Regions from separate parts of the Mus musculus genome. Here region 2 is linked to region 1. Evidence: chromatin contacts called from public HiChIP or PLAC-seq data. All regions are on one chromosome and are shown on one strand. Each heading gives the region's core, a stretch centred on a gene start, on an enhancer-like site or on the middle of the called end of the contact. The rest is flanking DNA. Distances are from core to core; before and after follow the strand shown. Region 1 holds the start of Adgre1 (adhesion G protein-coupled receptor E1). Region 2 holds the start of Alkbh7 (alkB homolog 7).

Region 1 (3,998 bases), core at 613-3,112:
ACGGTCAAGCCAGCCAACATTCTAGTCTGGTCCCATCCTGAGGAGCTGATGATCTACTGAGAGTCAATGGCTGCTAAGAGGAGAATCCTCTTGCTTCAGGGATATGCCCCAGAAGGTCACCCTGCTCTCAGTGGGTTTTCTTTAAAGTAGGACATGATGTTAGAGATGGTCACAGTGAAGAGAGGTCTCAGAGTAGAGTGGCACGGAGGTGCAGGTAATCAAAATTACTGCCTTTATGTATGAAATCCTCAAAGAATAAATTAAAATGTATTTAAGTAAATAAGCATGATATTATTTTAAGTTCATTCTTGAGACGATATTAAAATTATTGCCTTTATGTGTGTAAGACACATATATGTACATGTAATGTACATATACATGTATGCAGGCTAGCTGTTTGCTGTGGTTTGGATGTGAAATGTAACCAACACAATCATGTGTTTAACCTATTGGTCACCAGATGGTGGTGTTGTCTGAGGAAGTTTAGAGATGAGGCCATGGGAGGGGACCTGAAAATATGTACGCCAGTTCAACTTCTTAGCTCTCTGCTTCACAGTCAACAAGCAGAAAGCAGTGCCAGCCCACCATCTAACTATGACTCTTCCAAGGCTTCCACAACATGGCAGACCATACCATCTCAAACTGTGAGGCAAAATAGATCCCTCTTCTCATCCCTAAAACCGGAAATCCATATCTCCCATCTAAATTTAAAACAATGGGGAAAAAAAATCTTGCAAACACGCGAGAAAACCAGTGACGTGGAAGATCACACAGTGAAATGCGCTAGTGCCCAAAACAAAAGCAACAGGAGCCAGAAAAGGAAGGTGTAGCCCCGAGTCTATTTCTAGAACGGGACTATCTTCGCTGACTCCCACAGCACAAACCAGCCATGACTAAGAGTTTGAACAAGGCCAGAGCTGGAATGATTTTATACCGTGGCTCTACCCCTCATTAGCTAAGACTTGCTCACAGTATTTCTTTTTGCATCTGTGAGTACACATGTGCCTTTTGTGTGCATTGCATGTCTGTGTGTGCATTGCACTTGTGTTGTGTGTGCATGACATTGTGCAATGTGTAGTGCAGGTGAACATGCACTTGTGTGTACTGGCATGTAGGAACCAGAGGATGACCTCAAACACCTTTCTCCAGTTCCATCTACCTTAATTGTTTAGAGACAGACTTTCTCACTGATCTGGAATCCACCAATTGGGCTAGGCTAGCTGGCCATCAAGAACCAAGGAATCCTCCTTCTCTACTCTCCAGAGCCAGAGGTAGAAGTGTACCACATACTTGGTTTTTTAACATAAATTCTGGGATCAAATCCAGATCTTTGTGCTTGTAGGACAAGCACTTTACACACTAAACTGTTGCCAAAGCCCGGCAAGTTACCTCTTTCACACCCATGTTCTGCTTTGTGAGCTATGGCTGATAAAAAAGGGCTACGCAATGGTAAGGGGACTGTTTCCATTGCTGTGTGGACTTCCATCCCCCTTGCACCATCCCAGATGCACGCACCGGAGCCTCACAAGTTTACTCCATGTTAAATTCTAACTAAAACTGAGATGGCTCACAAACACAGACATGCCACATGAACAGCTACAGGAAGATCTACCCTGGTGAATAGACTTCCCTAAGTCAAGGAATTTTGTCAAAGGTTTCCCAAGGTAAAGTTTGCTGTGTGCAATAGACATTAGCCTATGGGCCGAACCCCTCCAAGGTTGGCCTTTCTCCCTGCAACCTATTTCCAGCCCACACCTCAGCCATCCATGCCCCATTCAACCTCATACTCACCCCAGAAGAGGAGCAGCCAAAAGCCCCACATCGTACTGTGGCAGTCATTCAATGAAGAAAGCCTTCCCTTTAAAAGCTTGCTTTGTGGGGAAGAAAAGGGGTGGAGTCAGGGTTGCTCAACAAAGCCAGACTGAGCCCAGCAGCTTTCTGCTGAGTTGCCACCATCAGAGGTGGACAGACTGGCAACCCCCTAATTTCTCCCTTAAATCTGGCTAGTGTCCACATTTCTCCCTCTCCCTTCCCCTTCCCCTTCCCCTTCCCCTCCCCCTCTTCCTCTTCCTTTCTCTTTCCCTTTCCCTTCCTCTCTGTCTCTGTGTGTCTCTCTGTGTGTCTCTCTCTGTCTCTCTGTCTTTCTCTCCATTTCCTTCCCTCTTTCTCCATCTCTTACCATCTACCCCATCTCTCTCCAACCTCAGTTTCCTCTGTACCATTCTTTTTTTCAACATTACCATCCCCCTTCCACCTCTCATTCTCTTCTTTCATTACACCAAACAAGTGAGATTGCATGTGCTGCCCACAGTGAAGTCAATCCACTCTTCAAGATCACAAAGCCTTTTCAGTAAAGTCATGCTGCATTTATCACCAGGATCCATGAGCTTGCTGCTAAGAAAATTAAATTCTGTCATCATGTCAACCTTGTAGAATACACACACACCACATACATCACACCAAAGAGACAGACAGACAGACAGAGGGAGACAGAGGGGGGCAGAGAGAGACAGAGAGAGAGAGGCAGAGATAGAAAGAGACAGACAGAGACAGAGAGACCACCATCATCATTATCACCACCACCACACACCACACCACATACACCACACCATACACACCACATGCATCATCACCATACACACACCACACCATACCACACACACCACACCCAAGGCTGTCCACTTTTCCCCTATCATTTAATATAGTACTCAAAGTTCTACCCAGAACAATTAGGCAACAAAAGGAGGTCAAAGGGATACAAATTAGAAAGGAGGAAGTCAAGATATCACTATTTGCAGATGATGTGGTAGAATACATAAATAACCCTAAAAAATAATCCACCAGAGAACTCCTACAGCTGATAAACAACTTCAGCTTAGTGGCTAGATATAAAATTAATTCAAACAAATCAGTAGTTTTCCTCTACTCAAAGGATAAACGGGCTGAGAAATAAATTAGAGAAATGACACCCTTCACAATAGTCACAAATAATATAAAATATCTTGGTGTGACTCTAACCAAGCAATTGAAAGATCTGTATGACAAGAACTTCAAGTCTCTGAAGAAAGAAATCAAAGACCTCAGAAGATGGAAAGATGGCCATCTTGCCAAAAGCAATCTACAAATTCAGTGTATTCCCTATCAAAATCCCAACTCAAATTCATCTGGAATAACAAAAAACCCAGGATAGCAAAAACCGTTCTCAACAATCAAAGAGCCTCTGGGGGAATCACCATCCCTGACCTCAAGCTGTACTGCAGAGCAATATGATTAAAAAAAATTTTTTTTAAAAAACCTTCATGGTATTGATACAATGACAGAAAGGTAGATCAATGGAATAAAATTGAAGACCCAAAAGTGAACCTACACACCTATGGTCACTTGATCTTTGACAAAGAAGTCAAAGTCATCCAGTGAGGGAAAAAAAAAAAACATTTTCAACAAATGTTGCTAGTTCAACTGGCAGTTAGGATGTAGAAAAATACAAACTGATCCATTCTTATCTCCTTGTACAAAGCTCAAGTCCGAGTGGATCAAGGACCTCCACATAAAACCAGATACACTGAGTCTAATAGAAAAGAAAATGGGGAAGAACCTCGAACACATTGGCACAGGGGAAAATTTGTCCTGTACAGAACACCAATGGCTCAGGCTCTAAGATCAACAATTGACAAATGGGACCTCATGAAATTAAAAAGCTTCTGTAAAGCAAAGGAGACTGTCAATATGACAAAACAGCAACTCACAGATTGGGGGAAAAAAATCTTTACCAACCCAACATCTGATAGAGGACTAATATCCAAAATATACAAAGAACTCAGGAAGTTAGACTCCAGAGAACCAAATAACCCTATTAAATATGGCATACAGACCTAAACAAAGAATTCTCAACTGAGGAATCTCAAATGGCTGAGAAGCACTTAAAGAAATGTTCAGCATCCTTAGTCATCAGAAAAATTCAAATCACAACAACCCTGAGATTCCACCTCACATCAATC
Region 2 (4,336 bases), core at 367-2,866, 360 kb after region 1:
GGAGAAGTCATATCGGGCTGAACCCCTGCAAGAAGAGAGAAGCTGAGTGGGTGGATGGAGGGAAGACTGTCCCTTCAGCATTTCTATACTTTTTCTGAGTGGTGGTGGTGACTGTTAGAAACCCTCGGCCTCACCTGAGGACTTTGGGTTACGTCGTACCTTAAGATATAGAGAGACCCTGGCTCCAGCAACAGTTCCAGCCACTGCTCAGGTTCCTGTGTATGCACCAGCTTCATAACACTTGGAGACAACAGGGAAAGGCCAGCAATGGTAGATCCACAGAACTGGAAAAGGGGTATGTATGCTGTGTATATTGGGGTGTCAGGCTTAGTTCTGCCCCCCTGTCCACCGACAACCTAGCTAGGAGTTCTGATGGAATGCCTTCTGCCCACCTTGACACTGTCAACATGAGGCTTGATGTAGCCCCGAGGTTCCAGGTCCAACACATGTACTGGGGATAGCAGGCTCTGGTCAGGACCAAATGCAGCCGCCCGAACCCGCTGCAGGATGACCTGGCTTGCATCAGACCAGCAGGATTTCTCTGTCTCCCTGAAGCCATGGATGGCCTGAATAGAGAGCTCAAGTCATAACTGGGAACTCCCAGGACAGGAAAATGAGGTACCGAGGGGTGCAGTACAGGGCAGGCAGTCTTTCCAACTTTAGCTCATTATCAGTGAGGTTTCAACCACGCATCTGGTCTTCACGTTTCGTTTCCCAGTGGTCCCTGGTGCTGGCCACCCTAATATTCAGTATCTCGGTCTCCTGTCTCTATTTGATCCCACTCAAGTCCCTAGTGAAACTCCCAACTGCTGGCACTCCCTCTCCCAAGTCTGCTTTTTATTTCTAATCTTGTCACCAATGCCCCTGAAGTGTTCCAGAACTTCATGTCTGAAGTGACATCTTTGTCCTCACTACGCATTCCTTGGTGCCCACCAAAACCCTCCCTTCTGATTCCAGGCCCAGCCCCACACTACAGCCCCTGTTCTTAGTAAAGCCCAGCAGTGATTTGCCCCCACTGTAATACTGCGCTGCTCTGAGCTCAACGTTGCCAGTTCACCTTCTCCGGCTCTGGTCCCTTCCCCTGCTCTAAGTACCATCCACAAGCCCGCAGCAGCAGGCCTTCCCCTGGACTCAGCTCTGGCATCAAGATCAGCCCCATTCCCACAAGACCTCCTGACCAACTGTCACTCATCGAATTGCCCAGCACCCGCCATGTCCCACACCAGAGAAACTTGGTCCCACCCGAACCTACATCGGGGACTGCCCAAAACACACTGTCCCCAACCTGGCCAAGCAAGCCTAGCTCTTCACTCTACCCCTCCGAGGACCCCGCCCCCTCACTATGTCCCAGTGGGCGTCCCCTTAGCTCGCCGCTCCGCCCACTCACCGCGTCCCAGTGGTCGTACTCGTAGCGCCGGCGCCGCAGCTGGGGCTCCAGTTCGCGTGTTAGCGTGTCCTCCTCCTCCTGGCTCAGGAAGCCTGGATGCACCACGGCCTCATCACGCAGGCGGCCCAGCACGGCAGAGTCTGAGCCGCGCACCCAGGCGCACCCAGAAAGCAACCGCATCGCTAGCCTCCTGCTGCCCGCCATCTTCAGGGATTGACCACAGCAGGCTGAGCCACACCCCCGCAAGCTATTGGCTGACACCGCACCACGCCCATCAGCTACTGGCTCTATTAGCTGTGCTTTAAGTCAGTCTACCGCTTGTCCCGCCTCTCGGCCCTGAGCAAGGTCTCAAGCAGTAGGTGCAGAACTAGGGCGAACGGAGGCTGGAGGTCACGTGGGGGCAAAGCCAAGGTTAGAAGTTCAATCAGCCTAGCGCAAATTTAGCGCTTGTCAAACAGCACACCCTGGTGGAGAAAGGAGGATAACTAACTCCAAGGTCAGCCCTTGAGTTTGAGGCTAACCTGAATTTCAGATGTTGCCCACAAAATAGGACATCCAAACAAATAAGACCAAATAATACAACCCCCACCTCAAATGTTTTGTGTTAAATCTAAAAAGAGTCTACTTCCTTCCACACTAATAAACTGGGCCTAGGAAAATGGCTCAGCACTTGCTAAGAGTCTTTGGTTTGACCTCAGGACCCCCAAACATGGTGCAAGCAGAAAAAGCAACTCCTGCATTTGCGACCCTCTGACCTCCATAGGGTCATGTGGCACCTGCCTCCATCCCATAAACTGGGATCCTCTGCTTCTAGTTCTAGTAAAACTCCATAAACATGTCCTGACATTCTCTCTGGCTTCAGCTGGCTTTTGGAGCCTGCAACAAAATGCCAGGACTTTGTCACCTGGTGAGTCACCAGTGTCAGGTCTCATGGGTCTGAGGATCAACCCAAAGTTGGTGGTAGATTCTGGTAGACCCTCCACCCTAACTCTTAACTCTCTAAGGGGCCAAGCCCAGGATCGGCAGGTAAGAATGTACTCTTAAGTCCCAGCACCCACAGGGAAGCCCCAGGGGACCCAACATCCTCTTCTGGCCATGGGTACTGCACTCACCATGCACAAACCCACACATAACCAAAGATGTATGAAATCATATTTCTACCCACTGACTTTGGGGTAGTATATGGCTTAAGTCTGTTGAAGTCAGGTGTGGTGGTGTACACCTTTAATCCTAGCACTCAGGAGGTGAGGCAGGTGGGTACCTGAGTCTGAGGCTAGATTGGTTTAGTTCCAGGAGAGCCAGGGTTTGCTTACTGAAGTGGTTTGTCAAGGTGAAGGAGGCCTGCTGTCTTGGAGAAGTAATGGAAGGTGCTTCAGACATGGGACAAAGACTACAAAGATTTAATTTAAATCACAGTGTCTCAGGCAGTCTGCCCTGCTCTGAGGGCAACCTCAATCCACATCTCCTCTAGGGGTTGTTCTTGGGCCCAGCAGAGGAAGTTTCAGTCTGGTCTCCACTCCTTAGGTGCTTGTCGGGGCAGGAGGATCCGTCGGCGCTGTGGCAGTCTCCTTCTGTACCAGTTCTGGCTCATCCTCCCCGTCCTGAGGTGGGTGGACCAAGACCTTGTCCAAGATGCCAAACTCTTGGGCCTCCATGGGGCTCATGTAGCGGTCCCTCTCCATTGCTGACTCTAGGGAAAGCAGTATATGTGGGTAGGAGTAGAGGCCTGGGCTGTTTTTCCCCAAATTCCTAGGTTGAAGCCCTTACCAGTCGTGAGATGATTTATGGAGTTGTGAGGGACCCCCTACCATGGGATCTATGCTCTTATGAAGAGAGGCAAAAGTAAAAGGGCTACAAACTAAGATAATGTCTTCAAAGAAAAAAAGGAGGAGCTCTGTTGGCTGAACACTTTCCTAAGAGCCCAGGCTTCATACCTAGGAGCACCAGCAATTCCAGGAAACCAAAGGTGTAGAAGCCATTAGCATCAGGAATTGATAGCAACACAAAAATGTCACCTTCCAGGCCCTGGCTATTCCTGGCCTTCCTGCTTCCAGGACTGAGATTAGACACTCCTAGCATTTTAGCTTCCAGCCCATGATGTTTTCTTCCAGCTCCCAAGTTTCATAAGATACACTTACTCTGACAATCTTTCCCATGGGGCTGGGGAACCTCTCTGTGATTCAATCTCCTCCGTAGTAAAAAACAGGGTTTTGTTTTTGCTTTTTTTTTTTTTTCCAGACAGGATCACATGCAGCCCGGGCTAGCCTCGAAGGGACGACCTTCAACTCCTGATTCCCCCATCTGTGCTGGCCAAGTGCCGGGATGAGAGGTCTGCAGTGCTTACACCACACCAATTCAATTTTTACCGACTACTGTAATACATCAGGTCCCAGGAACTACATGGTAGGAGAGAATCGCCTCTTGAACACTGTCCCCTGAACTCCACATGTCATGGCATTCACACAACAGTAAGATGCAACTAGGAAAATGCCACGCAGTGCTAGGTGGTGGATCTTAGACTGAACATATGTGACCAGCAACAAGATATACCGAAGAATGGCACGTGGGACAGTAAGATGGCTTGGTGGGAAGAGGGGTTTGCCACCAAGTCTAATGACCTCAAGTTCAATCACCACTCCTTACAAGGTGTCAACAGAGAACCGATGTTTACAAACTGTCCTCTGACTTCCACACATCACTATGGCAGGCACATGCTTCCCAAATCAACTATTTTAAAAATGAAATGTTGGAGCCGGGGGTGGGGGTGGGGGTGGGGGTGACGCACACCTTTAATCCCAGCACTCGGGAGGCAGAGGCAGGCGGATTTCTGAGTTCGAGGCCAGCCTAGTCTAGAAAGTGAGCTCCAGGACAGCCAGGGCTATACAGAGAAACCCTGTCTCGAAAAACCATAAAGAAATGTCGGGCTGCAGAGATGGCTCAGAGTTTAAG

Evidence for each region. HiChIP or PLAC-seq counts read pairs in DNA pulled down with a chosen protein or histone mark.
Region 2: an H3K4me3 HiChIP or PLAC-seq map of bone marrow-derived macrophages shows a contact between it and region 1, with 4 times the contacts expected there. The contact joins the promoter of Alkbh7 here to the promoter of Adgre1 in region 1. A contact is called at or near these places in 8 of 39 promoter capture datasets (the C10 cell line, the HPC-7 cell line, cranial neural crest and 5 more), 1 of 484 Hi-C or Micro-C datasets (uterus), 4 of 115 datasets of contacts at active chromatin or transcription factors (the HPC-7 cell line, bone marrow-derived macrophages and double positive thymocytes) and 2 of 9 other capture datasets (adipose tissue and liver).

Annotation. Positions count from the first base shown.
Region 1 is chr17:57,356,550-57,360,547 of GRCm38.p6, reverse strand. It overlaps Adgre1 (adhesion G protein-coupled receptor E1), which reads right to left and starts at 1,862. Exons shown (of 22, transcript NM_010130.4): 1 at 1,792-1,862. The coding sequence starts at 1,822.
Region 2 is chr17:56,994,619-56,998,954 of GRCm38.p6, reverse strand. Alkbh7 (alkB homolog 7) reads right to left here and starts at 1,616. Exons shown (of 4, transcript NM_025538.3): 1 at 1,388-1,616; 2 at 393-566; 3 at 160-284; 4 at 1-25. The coding sequence starts at 1,591. It overlaps Clpp (caseinolytic mitochondrial matrix peptidase proteolytic subunit), which reads right to left. Exons shown (of 6, transcript NM_017393.2): 6 at 2,584-3,077. The coding sequence ends at 2,908.